2 separate regions of the Sus scrofa genome follow, and region 2 is linked to region 1. The links are chromatin contacts, called in public promoter capture Hi-C maps. All regions are on one chromosome and are shown on one strand. The core of a region is the stretch at or near the end of the contact, and the rest is flanking DNA. Distances in the headings are between cores, read along the strand shown.

Evidence for each region. Promoter capture Hi-C pulls out the DNA fragments that hold promoters and counts their contacts.
Region 2: a promoter capture Hi-C map of liver shows a contact between it and region 1, with 4 times the contacts expected there. The contact joins the promoter of MRPL52 here to the promoter of CBLN3 in region 1. A contact is called at or near these places in 1 of 5 promoter capture datasets (liver) and 1 of 47 Hi-C or Micro-C datasets (embryonic fibroblasts).

The regions. Positions count from the first base shown.
Region 1 is chr7:74,862,364-74,869,819 of Sscrofa11.1, reverse strand. CBLN3 (cerebellin 3 precursor) reads right to left here and starts at 3,889. Exons shown (of 3, transcript NM_001112680.1): 1 at 3,485-3,889; 2 at 3,069-3,188; 3 at 1,377-2,714. The coding sequence starts at 3,784. The coding sequence ends at 2,517. It overlaps KHNYN (protein KHNYN), which reads left to right. Exons shown (of 8, transcript XM_021099195.1): 2 at 5,532-5,752; 3 at 6,511-7,456.
Region 2 is chr7:76,189,041-76,196,496 of Sscrofa11.1, reverse strand. MRPL52 (mitochondrial ribosomal protein L52) reads left to right here and starts at 4,885. Exons shown (of 5, transcript NM_001185151.1): 1 at 4,885-4,933; 2 at 5,036-5,096; 3 at 5,175-5,242. The coding sequence starts at 4,906. It also overlaps a transcript of SLC7A7 not described here.

The DNA of each region.
Region 1 (7,456 bases), core at 2,640-5,139:
CACCTTGTTTAAGCCATTATTATTTTGGGTTTTTCTGTTACTGTAATCTCTTTGTAATTAGTAGGGTAGTAGTATAAAGTTTCCCTTTTCCAAGAAGTGAAGGATCAAGTTTAAGGAGTGAGCAGTTAGCTTCTGGAAGTTTGACTAATTTATCATCATGTAACAAGTTGTTGGACTTTCTTCCTAGTTGTATTATTTGACCTGATGGTGCCAATCAGTCTCTTTCATTTTTGGTGCAGTTCCAACTTTTTCTGGAATTACTCACAGCTCTCTGGATCCACCCCTTCCTACTTATGCAGATAAAGACAAATAAATGCACTTTATGAATAGATAAATTATCTACTATATTTATACTCTTCTACTTATCAAAACTAATTAAAAAATATCCTATAATAGTCATACTTCTTCACTCAGTGTATTAACTACCTTTTTGCACATTGTATAGTTACTTTTTCCTTTTGAAAATCACAACAGAGACATGGCTTTTAAAAATTCACCTTGTGGAATTCCCTGGCAGCTCAGTGGGTTAAGGATCCAGCTTTGTCACTGCTATGGCTCGGGTCATTGCTGTGGCAAGGGTTTGATCCCTGGCCCAGGAACTTCTGCATGCCATGGGTGCAGCCAAAAAAAATCACCTTGTTCCAATTAACTATATCATTTTTCTTTTGATTATCCAATTGTCATAAAATGTCAGTTTGTGGAAGTCTATTAAAATGGTTTCTTTGGAGTTCCCATCGTGGCTCAGTGGTTAACGAATCCGACTAGGAACCATGAGGTTGCAGGTTCGATCCGTGGCCTTGCTCAGTGGGTTAAGGATCCGGCGTTGGTGTAGGTTGCAGATGTGGCTCGGTTCCTGTGTTGCTGTGGCTCTGGTGTAGGCAAACGGCTACAGCTCCGATTCGACCCCTAGCCTGGGAACCTCCATATGCCGCAGGAGTGGCCCAAGAAATGCCTTCTCAGCTCTACCCCTTACATTCAAAAAATATCTTTGATTTTTGTCTTCAATAGTATGTTCCAAGCCTAGAGTTATTTATGATGAGCTATTCTCCAAGGGACCGTGAGTCCTTTTAAAGGTGAATAATAGTTGAGGCAAAGATCCAGGTGCTAAGAATGCATATTAGATTTTTCCTGATGTTGTTCCTACACTACTTTAGTGACAAAATTTGAAAAAGTTATTTCTTTTGGAAACCACAAACTCACATTGGTATTTCCTCTTTAACTCAAGTACTACCAAATCCTTTTTTTTAAATTTGACTCTAACATATGAATTTACATTTATTTTCTCTACAACATATACCTGCTGGTCTCTTGTAACCCCTGAACCCAATTGTGATGGCATCTTCTCTCTCTAGTGATCCTATAGGGTCTCATTGACCATCATTCTCTAATTACTTTATTGATAGATTCATCCATGCTGGGCCAATGGGACAGAGAGGTGACACAAGTTTTTTAATACTGGCAGGAGAGTGGCTGAAGGGATGAATCATGGCATCCAAGGTAATAGGAAGTTTAGGAAGGAGACTAAGACGGCACAAATTAAGAGAAAGAGGAGACGTTGCAGGTCAGTGTAGAACAGCTACAGTGAAGGTCACTGAGAGAGCTGGGAGGAAGGAGGTGATGGGGAGAGCATGGAGTGATGAAAGTTCCGACTACATAGATGGAGCAGTTCTAGGAGGCGGCCACAGGCATTGATGTGTTCCATGGCCTGGAGATCTATACTTGCCCACATGTGACCTGCCTCCACCTCCAGCTGCCAAAGGAAGCTCTGTTTACCTGCTCTCTGCCAAAGCAAACATATATCCATGTCTTGGATGGGGAGGTGAGGGGCAGAGTCCACCTGGGATCTGGCACAGATAAATGCCTGGGGTTCACTATCTGCTGGTGGCTCCAATGTACACAAAAAAATGTGTACCATGTTCAGGCTGAGGGCACGCCCCCTTCCTGCCTTACCAGCTACAGGCTCTGGGCTGCTCTGTGGCCCTTACCATGCATCTGCTGGTGGCTAAGCCTCTGGCCCTAGTCCTCGCAGTGCTGGCTCAGCTTCTGAGTATGATTTGTGATGCTGGCACTCCTCACAGGAAGGAGCCTGCCGGATATGCTGAAGCTGGTCCATCTGGTCCCCTGTAGGGGCCTGTCAGGCTCACCTGTACCACCTGTTCCCAAATAGCACTGAGCGGGAAGCTGGGTTGGGGGTGGAGGACAGGAAGCAGAGACTGCAAAGTAGTCTACGCCTCCCTCCCTGGAAAATCTTGCTCTGATTCTAGGGCTGCAGGCAGAAATCAAGGCAGTGGGAGGCTGGGAGGCAACTGTGGGGGTGGGGTAAGAGGGACAGGTCCCAAGACACTGCAGCTCTACTCCTCACCTTGGATGTTTGGCACAGGGTCCCATGCAAGGCAGTGGAATAAAGGCAGCCAGAGGGAGTCTTTCTCCTGCCCTAAAGAGACTGCTTCTGGGGCAGGAAAGGGTAGAGGGCAGAGGTCAGGGGCTAGATTTCTGTCTTTGAAAAGCTTCAGCCCTCAGAGTGGGAAAATGAGGAAGCCAGAGAAGCTCGAATATTTCCAGCCACCGAGTAGGTTCCCTCGACGCAGGCGCAGAGACACCCGGTCCCCAGGATCCAGGGGCAGTAGCACAGAACTGGTGGCTGCCTCCCGGGTCACGTCTGGGTCATTGGCAAAGGCCGAGACGACAGGCCATGTGTTCAGCATCAGGCTTACCTGCAGAGGGAAGCCCAGTTAGCACCTGTCCCTGCCCCTCGCCCCAGGACCCCACTCTCTTGAGGGCTTTCTCCCTTCTCTCCAGCCCCAGAGGGACACGCTAATACCTGGGAACCTGGACAGTGCACCCACCTGGGAGGGCTGCGGGGTGGCCCATGTTGGACTCTGGACCTCTATCACACGCTCTGTTAGGTAGGTCCGTTCCCCCCTTGCTCTTGGCCTCCCAGGACACAGGTCAATGGAGGTCTGCCTGGGGGTCAGCTGGGCTCCACTTATTTCCCCTCCTCTTACCCTGACCCCCCCGCCCTCCGCCCCAGGAGTTGGAGATAGGACAGGGCCTAGTATTCAGGTCACCTGGACAGTTTGGCGGTTGTACACCTTCACCACATGGAACCGGAAGCTGTAGACACCTCGGACAGGGGCCACGAAGGAGCCTGAGGCTCGGTCAAAGCCACCGCCCTCGTTCACCAGGACCTGTGGGAAGCAGACCCTGCTGAGTAGGGCTCAGGGATGCCTGGGGCTCAGGGAAACCACGGGGTTGGGGAAAGGGGCAGCGAGTAAGGAAAGGAAGGGGTGACAAGCAGACAGGACAGGAGGAATGCCTGGGTTCAAAAGAAATGGTGAGAAAGGTCAAGGAGGGTATGGGGGGAGTGAAGGGAAGGGAGAAGGGCAGCAGGCTTGGGGGCAACCAGCCACAGCAGGGGCTGTTTCCTTAGCAGCAGAGCGGGCTTGGACAGTGCTTCCAGGTCTTTGCAGGGGAGGGGGATTACCTGGTCGAAGTAGATGGCTCCACCCGTGCCGTTGCTGATTTCCCCTGCTGGCTCATGGTGGTGGCTTCGGACTGCAGCAAATGCCACTCTTCCAGGGGGTGCTTCTCCCAGGGCTGCTCCCCCGGGACCCCCTGCAGCAGCTCGGCCCGGCTCACAGACCACCAGGCACTCGCCTTCCAGGAGGACTGGCTCTGTCCCCTCTTGGGCCCACCCGGCCCTGAGAACCAGAAGAGTCAGGGCCAAGGGCAGCCCAGGGCTGAGTGGAGGACCTGGTGGCCAGTGTTGCTTTGCTCCCAGCATGGCTGAGTGGCTCTGTGACCCCCAAGCCTCCTCTTTCTGCTCCTTGGTTTTGCCCTCCTCTGCCACAGACTCTCAGCACCCCTCACCCTGCTTCTCAGTCTTCTCTCTGGGACTCATGGTCACCTGGTCTTGGCATCTCCATCCCTCTCGTGCCCCACAACTCTGTCCTGCCTCTCCTGCTGTCACTGCAGGTCCCTCCTCCTTGGCAGGGCACAAAATGACAGCAGTTGGGCTCTGGGAGGGAGAGGAGAAATGAGGCAGCCAGATGGGAGGGCTTCAGCCAGATCCCCAGGGCAGCCCCCTCAAGAGCACTGAAGGCTGGAACTGGGGCGACAAAGAACACGGGTGACTGTGTGAGATTCTGAGTGTGTGTTTGTGCATATGTGTGAGACCAATTCTACAGCCCCTTCCTCCTGCTCACTCCTCCCCTCTTTAAAATCCTTCACAAATCAACAGCCCGCTTAGCAGCATTTTTTCCACTGTTGGAAAAGGGAGTATCCTAGTGTTTTCCCCACAACTGTTTTGGTGGAAAGTGCGCAGGCGAACAGGGGCACTATTCCGTGACCCTGGGCCAGTCTCTTCCTTTCCTTGGTCTTCTATATCTTCATCCGAAGGGACGAGGCCCCCTTCACTTCCATCTCTCCAAGAGTGGTTCCTCATTCCTGAGAAACAACTGCGCGGAGCGGCTGAAAACCCAGAGGAACGGGAGACCTTGACCCCCCAGGGAGTCTAGGAGTTGGAGCGGGAGGGTGGGCGGGCCCGGGACGGGACGGGGCGGGGCGGGTAGGCCGGGGGCGGGGCCAGGCCCGGGGGCGAGGAGCAGCCTGCGGCTGGTCCCAGCGGGTGCGCGCTGGGGCTCAGGGCTGGCCTAGCCCCTGGGAGGGGCCGAGCTGGCTCCGCCCCGGGCCAGGAAGTGACTCAAAAAACTGTTCGTGATGTGGGGAAGAGAGGTCCCCGTTGGGTGAGGAATCGGAAAGGCCCGCCCAGATTTGGGCCCCCAGCTCTTCTTCCCTGGGCCGGGGGCGCAGGCGAAGCTGGGGCCAGCGGGCACCGAGCGGCGCCGGCGGGACTGAGGCCGCAGAGGGCGGCGAGGCGGGTAGGCGCGCTCTCCCCCGCGCCCGGACCGCGGGAGCCAGAGGCCGCAGTGCAGAGCGCAGTCGGGGGGCGGCAGCCGCCAGCGGCTGCGGGGGCGGGGCCCAACCCGGCCCCTGGGCCCCGCGTGGGGAGTGTGGCGAGACCGATGGGTGCAGCGGACCAGGCGGCGGAGGGAGGGCGAAGGGTGGGAGTGGCCAGAACCTTGGAAATGGCTGACAAGGGACCCCAGAGGACAGCCCAGTTTAAGCCCTGGTGAGGATTCGTCTTTAAGAGGCCGTCTTGGACCGGGAGATCGCAGAGACCCCGAGGAGAGGGGCTCTTTCGTCACCCGTCCCACTCCTGCCCTCCAGATCCAGCGGGATTCCCCCCACCCTGCTCCCGGCTGTGGTTATCATTTTCCAGAGGCCACACACCCCTCCCAGAGAGACAGCCTTGTTTATCCATGACTTCGTCTTCGGGAGGAAGGCCCTTGCGTCCAGATAATCTGACATCCCCTTCCTACCCTCCAGGTGGACTGAAATGCTGGCTGCCGCCTGGGTTGTTTACCAGTTTGGTAACTGGCTGAGGACCTGTTGATAGCTGGTGTAGGCCAGGAAACAAAGATTTGGGTTGAAGGGACATCCTGGCTCTGAGCTGCTTTCCCTCTTTACAGGGCTGGGCGGCCAAGCAGCCATGCCTACCTGGGGGGCTGGCTCCTCGTCCCCTGACCGCTTTGCCGTGTCTGCGGAGGCCGAGGACAAGGTGCGGGAGCAACAGCCCCATGTGGAACGCATCTTCAGGGTGGGGATGAGCGTCCTCCCCAAGGACTGTCCCGAGAACCCTCACATCTGGCTGCAGCTGGAGGGCCCCAAGGAGAACGCCAGCAGAGCCAAGGTGAACACCTCTCCCTGACCCTCCCCCCCCAGGCCTCCCCCCGGGGGGAGGGGGGAACCAGGACTCCCTCTCCCCCTTGCCCCCCAGTGAGGGCAGAAGAGAGGAGGGGCTGGGAAGGATCTCCACTCCTTGTTTGTCTCACTGGCCCTGAGCTCTGAGGGACTTCCGGACTCTATTTGTCTGGAGTTTTGGTTTCATTTCTGCTCTTACTACAAAGGTTCTGCTAGGGCTCGGGGATAAGTAATTCAGTTCGCATCAGTTTGTTCTCTTCGAAAGTTAGAGATAATCTGGTTGGGCCAGCAGGCCCCACCAAGGAATTCACTGTGGGGTGGAGGCCACATTTCTTCTGTTGGAATTAGTCCGGGCTTCCTGTAAGGCGCCAACACCAAATACCATCCTTGTGGTCCTAGTTTCAGTTTCTTTATCTATAAAATGTGAATAATAATAGTAACCACCTCACTGGATTTATTGTGAATGAGATGAAGCATGTAAAGCATCAGTTCAGTAAAAGTTAGCAATGATGGTCATTATGATGGAAATGTACAACACACATATACACACACATAAATGTTTGGAAGAGACAGCCTTTTTTTTTTTTTTTTTTTTTTTTTACCAATTAATTATAACAGTATCTTAAGTTGAATCAAGTTCTAAATGGAATTTCAGCCCTAGGCTGTCAACTGGAGCTCAGGGGAGAGCAATGGGCCATTGAGCCACTTAGGATTCCAGCAGTCTCCTTCTTTCTCTCCTTCCCCCAGGAGTACTTGAAGGGTCTCTGCAACCCGGAGCTGCAGAATGAAATCCACTACCCACCCAAACTGCACTGCATCTTCCTAGGAGCCCAGGGCTTCTTCCTTGATTGCCTGGCCTGGAGCACATCAGCCCATCTGGTGCCTGGGGCACCCGGTTCTCTGATGGTCAGTGGCCTGACTGAGGCCTTCGTCATGGTCCAGAGCCGAGTGGAGGAGCTGGTGGAGCGGTTGAGCTGGGAGTTTCTGCCAGGGCCGTCCCCTGGAGCTTCTCAGTGTGCTGGAGTTCTGAGAGACTTCTCTGCCCTGCTGCAGTCCCGGGTGGATGCCTACACAGAGGCCCTGCTGCAGCTGCCCCTGGCCATCCAGGAGGAACTGCTGAGCCTGGTGCAGGAGGCCTCCAGGGGGCAGGGGCCCCAAGCATTCCCATCCTGGGAGCAGGGCAGCCCAGGATTGCACCAGGAAGTCAGGACTCCCCTGAGTGAAGGCAGGGAGTCCCTGGACACAGGCCCAACAGGGTGGCGAGAGTCAAGGGACGAGAGACATGCTCTGGAGAAGGAGAGAGAAAAGCAGGGTGCTCCCAGGGAGACGGACTTGGGGTGGAAGGAGCTTCCCAGGGAAGAGACCTGGGAGAGACAAGGGGCCTTTGGGTCACAGATAGGAGGAGGAGAGGCAGGGCAGGCAGCGCCCCTGAAGGGGAAGGCCCTGGGGAAGGAGGGGGTACCTCAGGAAAAGGGAAGGTTCTGGGTCCAGGGTGAGCCTCCTGGTGCCCAGGGCCCCTGTCAGAAGGCAGCTCAGCCCAGGGGAGCCTCCCTCCTCCAGCGGCTCCATAATGGGAAAGCCTCACCGCCCAGAGTGCCCAGCCCCCCACCTGCGCCTGAACCCCCGTGGCACTGTGGAGACCGAGGGGACAGGGCAGACAAGCAGCAGGTTGTGGCTCGAGGTCGGGGGTCTC
Region 2 (7,456 bases), core at 3,636-6,135, 1.3 Mb before region 1:
TATTTGGGGTTATTTATTCTTTTTAGAGAGAAGGGGTTGAAGGGAAGGGGAAGAGTAGAGTTTTCAGTTTTACCAGGAGGCCTGGAATGGTTTGAAAGGGACTTTCTGCTTCATTAATAGAAAAACAAAAACAAAAGGCCCCTCATCTAGCTCGACTTCTCCGGATCGGAAGCTGCTGTGCCCCACACCCGGGCTCGGGCTCGGGTGACCAGTCTGGGTGCGTCAAGAGCAAGGTGCGAAGGGATGAAAGGGCAGAGGTGGCGAAGGCAGAGGGTGGCGAGCGCTCAGGTTCACACAAATGCAGGTGGGTTCGAGGAAGGGGGAACCGCAAACCCTGCTGCGTGAACTCTTCCCAGAACAGCCCCCTCCGCTGCAATCCTCCCTGCTCCGCGTGGCCTCCCTGCCCCCGCCCAGCGCAGCGTTCACCTTTGCCCCCTGCCCCCTCCGTCGTTCCCCCCGCCCCCGCCGCCGCCTAGATCTCCCAGCCCGGCCCCCGACGTCGTCCCCGCGGTTCCCAGTTATTTCCCTCTTTCTCTCGACCACGGATTCCGTGTCTGCAGCCAGAAGATCTCGCCTTTCCAACTCCGACCCAGCCACCGCCTGTCCCCAAAGCCCCTCTGGAGAGCTCGGTAGCCCCCGAAGTCTAGATCTGGCTGCGGAGGCCGAGGCGGGCTCTGCCCTGGGAGATCAGAACCCCGTCTCGCCCGGATCCCGTCACTCCCTCCACCTGGCCAAGCGGCCTCTGCCCCTCCCCAGGCTCCGGGAAACTCTAGGTGAGGGGGGTTGTGATGGGTGTAGACGAAAATCGCAATGGTCTCAGAACCGAGAGGCCCCGCAACCCACTCCCCAGTCCTGTCCTCGCTCAGGCACAGCTGCGCCGCCCTTGGCAAATGAAAATGACCGTGGATACCCTTAGATGCGTCCTCCGCCCCGGGAACGCTCAGCTTCCTCTTCCCTCCCTCCCAATCCAGCACGAGCTGGCGGCCCGACGGGTCTGGGCGAGGGCCCCGAACCCTGGCAACCCCGCCTCCAGCCCCGAGACGCTCTCGGCTGAAACTCTGAAGGGACTCTGGACCGCAAAGCCCCATGGGGGAGGGGAGGGAGCGGCGCCAGCTTGGAGCCAGGAGAGGGGTCTCCCGGAAGGGCACCACAGCTCTCCGCCCCCTCAGGGAAGCTGTTGCATCAGCTTCCAGATCCCAAATTAAAGAAAGTGGTCTCCAACGGGCTGGGAAGGTGTCATGCCAAAGGGCTGCCGCCAGGAGGCAGCACTTAACAAAAAATGTTCAGGCTGAGGGTGCCCGCGAGACTGGAGTCCCCACTGCAGCTTTCATCTGAAGAGTCTTAGCTGAAGCGTGGACCCAATAAAAGAGGGAGTTGCTGGGCTAATTCAAGGAGGGGGATCTGGAAATGTTTCACCACATTTTGAAACTAAAAGATGACTTGTAAGCAATACAGTTTCCTATTTAGACCTTGCTGTGTCTACAACGCTGTCCCGCTCTGGCCCCTTTTAAAGCCACTCTGCAGAGATTCGCAGAGAACCCCCCCCATCTTCAAGATCAGCCTGGTGGAAAGGGACACCGCTTCAGAGAAGTCCCAGCTTTCGGGGCAAGAAAAAAAGAATGTAGCCCGAGGTCATAATTTACCTATCTTGAAGCTGTGTCATTTAACGCAGAATTTAGCCCTTACTGATTGAACAGGGATTTGACAGCCATGAGAAAAGAAAAGGAATATGTTACAATAAATTATGTAAGTAATAAGGAAATAATATGCAAAGCAGTGTGTTGTGTGAGTGGGTGGTTTATAGCTGTCAGTTCCCACAGTTCTTGCATGAAGTGACAGTGATTTGAGGTGACAGTGATTTGATCTTAAGCTGTCTTAAGGAGGAAGCTAATGAAGGAATGTGAAACAAGACACTTCCCAAATAGTTTGCTCTTCTTCAATCTTAGAATTTAGTCACAGTATGCAAAAAGGGGAAGAGGTTGCAAAATGAGGGGGAATTAGCTCCCTAGAGTCAGCTTTACTTACCATCTTTCTCCAATGTCATCATTATTCATCACAACGGTTTTAAAAGCACTGAATTTCCTAGGGCACTTGTACAAAAATTACCATATACAGACCTGACAGCAGGGCATTTGAATAAACACGCTGGACAAAAACATGAGTGGATTACAAAATATTAAAGCCAAACACAGGCCATGATGCCCTTGAGAGGCAAAGGAGTTTAAGAGAGGAAAGACATGAAGCTCCGTTTCCTGATGCTTCCCACCTTTGCCGGATGAAATCCAGAGGATGAAAGACATTTAGCTAGGGGATGATGAAGCTGCTTTCCTGTGGCTTAGAGTCTGATGAAGTCATTGAGAAGTGCTGTCCCTGTGCCAGACCCCATCCCCCGCAACAGTGTTCCATGAGGTCCCTGAGAATGCTGATGATGTTAGCTGTCAGCACTAGTATTCCCTCTCTCTCTCCCTCTCAAAATCCTAACCCATATTTCCTGCTATTTGCAACCCATCGATTGTCCCCCTGCCACATCACTCTAACCACGTCAAAGGCTGAACTTGATTTCCTTCCAAAGACCTTTCGCCTCCCAGATTTCCCAGTTTTCCAGATCAAGCTTCCCTTTCTGCCCCAAAGTCCTCAGCTCTGGTTCCTTGACTCCCACAGCTATTAAATTGGTGCATATGTTCACTTCTGCATGTGGAGTTCCTATTGTCCACATTATTAGTTCACCTTAAAGCATGTGGCCTTTTTTATGATTTTGCACCCACAGTGTGTGTGAACTACTAGAAGATAGAAGTGTTGCTGGTTCAACTCCTTTACATAGTATTGGTGGTAGTGCCAGCCTGTCATCTTCCTGTCGATCTTGAATGTTGACACTGAGGTTTTGTTTTTTTTTTCCCAGCCCTTGGCTTCTCCTGCTTTATTCTCCAACTGTAAATTATGTAATGGGATTGCAGCACTGTCTGCTTCAGCTGTCCATCTCAGAACCAGCCAAAGCCACATGGAGCCTGGCTTGGGAAAGCTGTTACTCAGTCATTATTGCAACTGTAACACAATAAATCTACAGCCACATTTTGATTCAATTTCCTGATCTCTGAAAATTGCAAGCAATCTGTAAGGTGACTGCTTCCTAGACTATCTTATCCACTTTACAGGTTTATGAAAATTTATATAGAAGTGTTTTGATAACTGAAAATTAAAGCTACAAATGTAAAATGGTATTTGTATTCTATTGTCTTACTTCTCTTGCTTAGTTTTTTGGGACCATCCATTGGCATATAGCCAAGTTCTTTTATTCCCATCTTTTCTAGGTCAGCCCTCCTCTATTGCCATTCTTATTGTTATCAAAACAGCTGCTTTTACTTCTTAAACCAGGATCCACCCTTCCCCTCTTTCAAAGCACAGTTGAGAGCCACCTCCTGTGGAAAAACCTCCCAGTCTTACAGGAGGAAATGATAAACTTCCAGATAGGCCATTACACCACTCCTTCAAGTTTGCCCAGTCAGCAGTGTCTAGTCTAGTCCTACAGTAACGGCCACTTTTGTAGGAGTTCCACCATTTATAAAGCACTTTCACTTACCTTATCATTATTAAAATGTTTTCATAAATGTGGTATAATAAGCTTTTTTTCAATGAAGAAATTAAAGATAAAGGACTTCCCAAAAGCAAGTACAGGCATACCTCAGAGATAATTCATGTTCTGTTCCAGACCAGCACGGTAAAGCAAATACCAAGATAAAGTGTGTCCCACGAATTTTTTACTTTCCTAGTATATGTAAAAATTATATTCACACTATACTGTAGTCTATTAAGGGTGCAATAGCATTATGTCTAAAAAAAAGGATATACCTTAAAAATACTTCATTGCTAAAAAAGGCCAAAACAATTACAACAGTAATGTCAAAGATCACTGATCACAGACACCATAACAAATATTATAATGCCAAAGCTGAAAATACTCAAGAATTACCAAAATGTAACACAGAGACAGGAAGTGAGCTGTTGGAAAATCTGGCATGGATAGACTTGCTCTATGCAAGGCTGCTACAAACCTTCAATTTGTACAAAATGCATTACCTGCAAAGCACAGTAAAATGAAGTATGTCTGTGAGTGATTCTTTTTTTGTTTAAAAGGAGAGAGGAAGCCACGGATCTGGGTTGGCCACTTACTACCTACCTCACAAGGTTTTTACAGGCTTATATTAGACAATGGTGGTGGAAGCTCTTAAAAAAACGAAATGGGATCTTAGCTCTTCCTCAAGAAAACCTTGACTGCCTACTCTGGATCAAGTTCTCATCATATACTCACAAACAACTCCTACTTCCCTTCCCAGCACTCATCTCAGCTGTAATACTACAGCAATGTGTGTAATTGATAATTGTCATCTCTCTCTAGACTAGGAGCTCTATCCTAATAGCGACTTCTGCTTTGCTCTCCATAGACTCTCCTGCACGGAAGGAATACAGTGCTTGTCACACATAAACTCTTCAATATTGTTTCATAAATAAGTGAGAACTGAAACCTAGATTTGAGTCTTAGGCTGGGGAAAATGTTACAGTGATGCTAGAAGACAGAATGAGGTCACGTGAATGTCACTCAACTGAGAAATGAGAATAAATTTCAAAGGACTAGAGATCCCCAGGGGCGACGAAGGGCGTTTCCAAAGGACAGTTCAGAACGGCTCAGTCTGGAAGGACGCGACTTCCACCAAAGTTGTAGCCACCACTGAGGATTCACACGACGCCTAAAAAACCGGGGAGGCAGCTTTATCCCTCTATTCCGTACGGCGAGCCAAGATGGCGGGGCCCGTGATTGAAAACCAGATTCAAGATGGCTACTTCCGGCTTCCCCCGCAGCGTCCCGCGTGGCCATCGAGGCCACGCCCATTTCCGGCTCTGCGCCTCAGCATGGCTGCTTGGGGTATATTGCTATCTAGTAAGTGTGTATAGGGTAGGTGGCTCGGGAGCTTGCAGGGATGGGACGGGACCCCTGAGTTGGCCGCACAGTCGCTCTTCCAACTCTGTCCTCTGTTCCCAGCAGGTGTCCGGAGGCTGCACTGCGGAACGGCGGCTCAGGCGGGCAGCCAGTGGCGACTCCAGTGAGTGCCGGTCTGGGGGGCTCTGGGGTGGACCAGAAGCTGAACTTAGTCCTCACCGGGCTGTTTTTCTCCACCCAGGCAGGGCTTTGCTGCCAACCCCTCTGGCTACGGACCTCTTACGGAGCTCCCAGACTGGTCTTACGCGGGTGAGCACTAATCAGGCTAATTCTACTTCAGAGGAAACGCCTCTGGACGGAGTTGGGGGAGGTGTCACGGTGGGGGTGTGTCTGAGCCGACCACGTATTGAGTTTTTTTTTTCCTTTAACTTTTATTGGGGTGTCGTTAAATGTATTGAACTTTATCTTTGCAGTGGGGACGGGGTGCGGGGGGGGAGAAACCCTGTCGTTTGTTTTGGAAATTAAACTACCGTCTATGGAAAGTAAAACTAGACAGGATCTTCTTGGCTTTGGGGGATAAGCAGAAGATAATTCTGATTTGGGACGTCCTGGGGGAGTGACAAGACTTTACGCTGGTCAAAGAGGAATATGGTTTTTTCTAAGTTACCAAGAACCGCTCTTCTGTGTGGTGAATACATTGTTGAGAATTTGTTACCAAGCTCAAGGAGAGCTCTTTGAAAGGCTGCCTAAATGAGCATCTCAGAGAGAAGTGCAAAAGGGCGAGCACAGAGGATGGTGAGCTCCCTTAGGAAAAGTTTCTCCCTTTACGTTAAAAAAAAAAAAGAAAAAAGAATCCTAGAAAGGAAAGCCCTTACAAAAGTTGAAGCCTCTCTCCACTCTCTTGGGACTCCAGTTCACAGGTGGGAAAATTGATGCCTACAGAAGTATTGCTAGGGAGCACACAGCTAGGTAGTAGCAAAGACAGGAGTAGAACTGGGCAAAGGCCAGGCCCCCTTCAGCAGCACAGAGACTTGAGTATTGGATTCTGTAGGAGTATAAAACCTGCTCAATCAAATACTTTGTGACAGAGGAGGATGGTGAAGATTGTTTTCCTACTTTTTTTTTTTTTCTCTTTTTTTGGCTGCCCCATGGCATATGGAGTTCCCAGGCCAGGGATCAGATCCACACCACAGATCCTTTAACCTGGGCCAGGGACTGAACCTGTGTCCTGGTGCCACAGAGATGCTGCCTATCCCACTGTGCCATAGTAAGAATTCCTCTACCTGGTGTTTACTGCAGGAAGCCTAGGATCTCTCTGAAGTAGTATGGAATATTGGAAAGCCTGAAACTGATTCTTAATCCAGGCTTCTCTACTTGTTAACTTTGTGGTCTTACACAAATTACTTACTTGTATCTCAGTTTCTACATTTGTTAAACAAGAATACCTATCTCAGATGGTTCTTGTAAGGATAAAATGAAATAACCAACGTAAAGCACCTAATATACACAGTACTGGTTTCCTTTCCTGATAAATAATCTCTTATTTGTCTTGGCTTTAGACTTTTGGGCAGAGTTTTCACTCTCTTTCTTTGTAGAAAGTAAAAGTATTTTAATCTCTATTATAAACTACTTGAGGCCACATACTGCATCTTTTCAGCAAGTCAGCAGATATTTATGGAATTGTTATTATGTGCCAACACTATACTACCGTGAAAGGAAGGGATATAGTCCCTGATCCCAAGGAACTTAAAGTCCAGCTGGAAAAACAAAGCATGGACATTTTAAAAATTAAGCAATAGGAGTTCCCGTCGTGGCACAGTGGTTAACAAATCCGACTAGGAACCATGAGGTTGCAGGTTCAATCCCTGGTCTTGCTCAGTGGGTTAAGGATCCGGCGTTGCCGTGAGCTGTGGTGTAGGTTGCAGAGGTGGCTCGGATCCAGCGTTGCTGTGGCTCTGGCGTAGGCCAGCGGCTACAGTTCCGATTAGACCTCTAGCCTGGGAACCTCCATATGCCACAGGAGCGGCCCTAGAAAAGGCAAAAAGACAAAAAAAAAAAAAAAAAAAACATTTAGTAATAATATTTCAGTGCTCTGCCCCTTTCCAGAAGGACCCAAGATGATGAAAGGAAGCTGAAAACAATCAATAGTACAATAAATGTCTCCAAACAAATAGGTGAATATTAAGTGATGGATATGCACATCTTTAAGAAGAGAGAGCTCATTGAGTTAAAGGGGTTAGTGAAGGACTTCTGGGACAGATAGGGCTTGAGGTGGGCCTAAGGAAGAGAATTTGGCCAGAAGAAAATGAAAAGAGCGTGTTTCGCTATGGAGTGAAGTAGAATTCAGCAAGGTGAGTAGGACAGTAATCAGATTGCTTGAGTGGAGGGTTTCTGAAGATCAAACGAGATTCAGCACCACAGAGGACCTTGAATTCCAAGCTAATGAGGAGTGAGTAAAATAGAGTAGGAAGAAGGGGGAGCGTGTTCTTGGTGGTTCTGGCACACCTCCCCCTTGAAGACAAG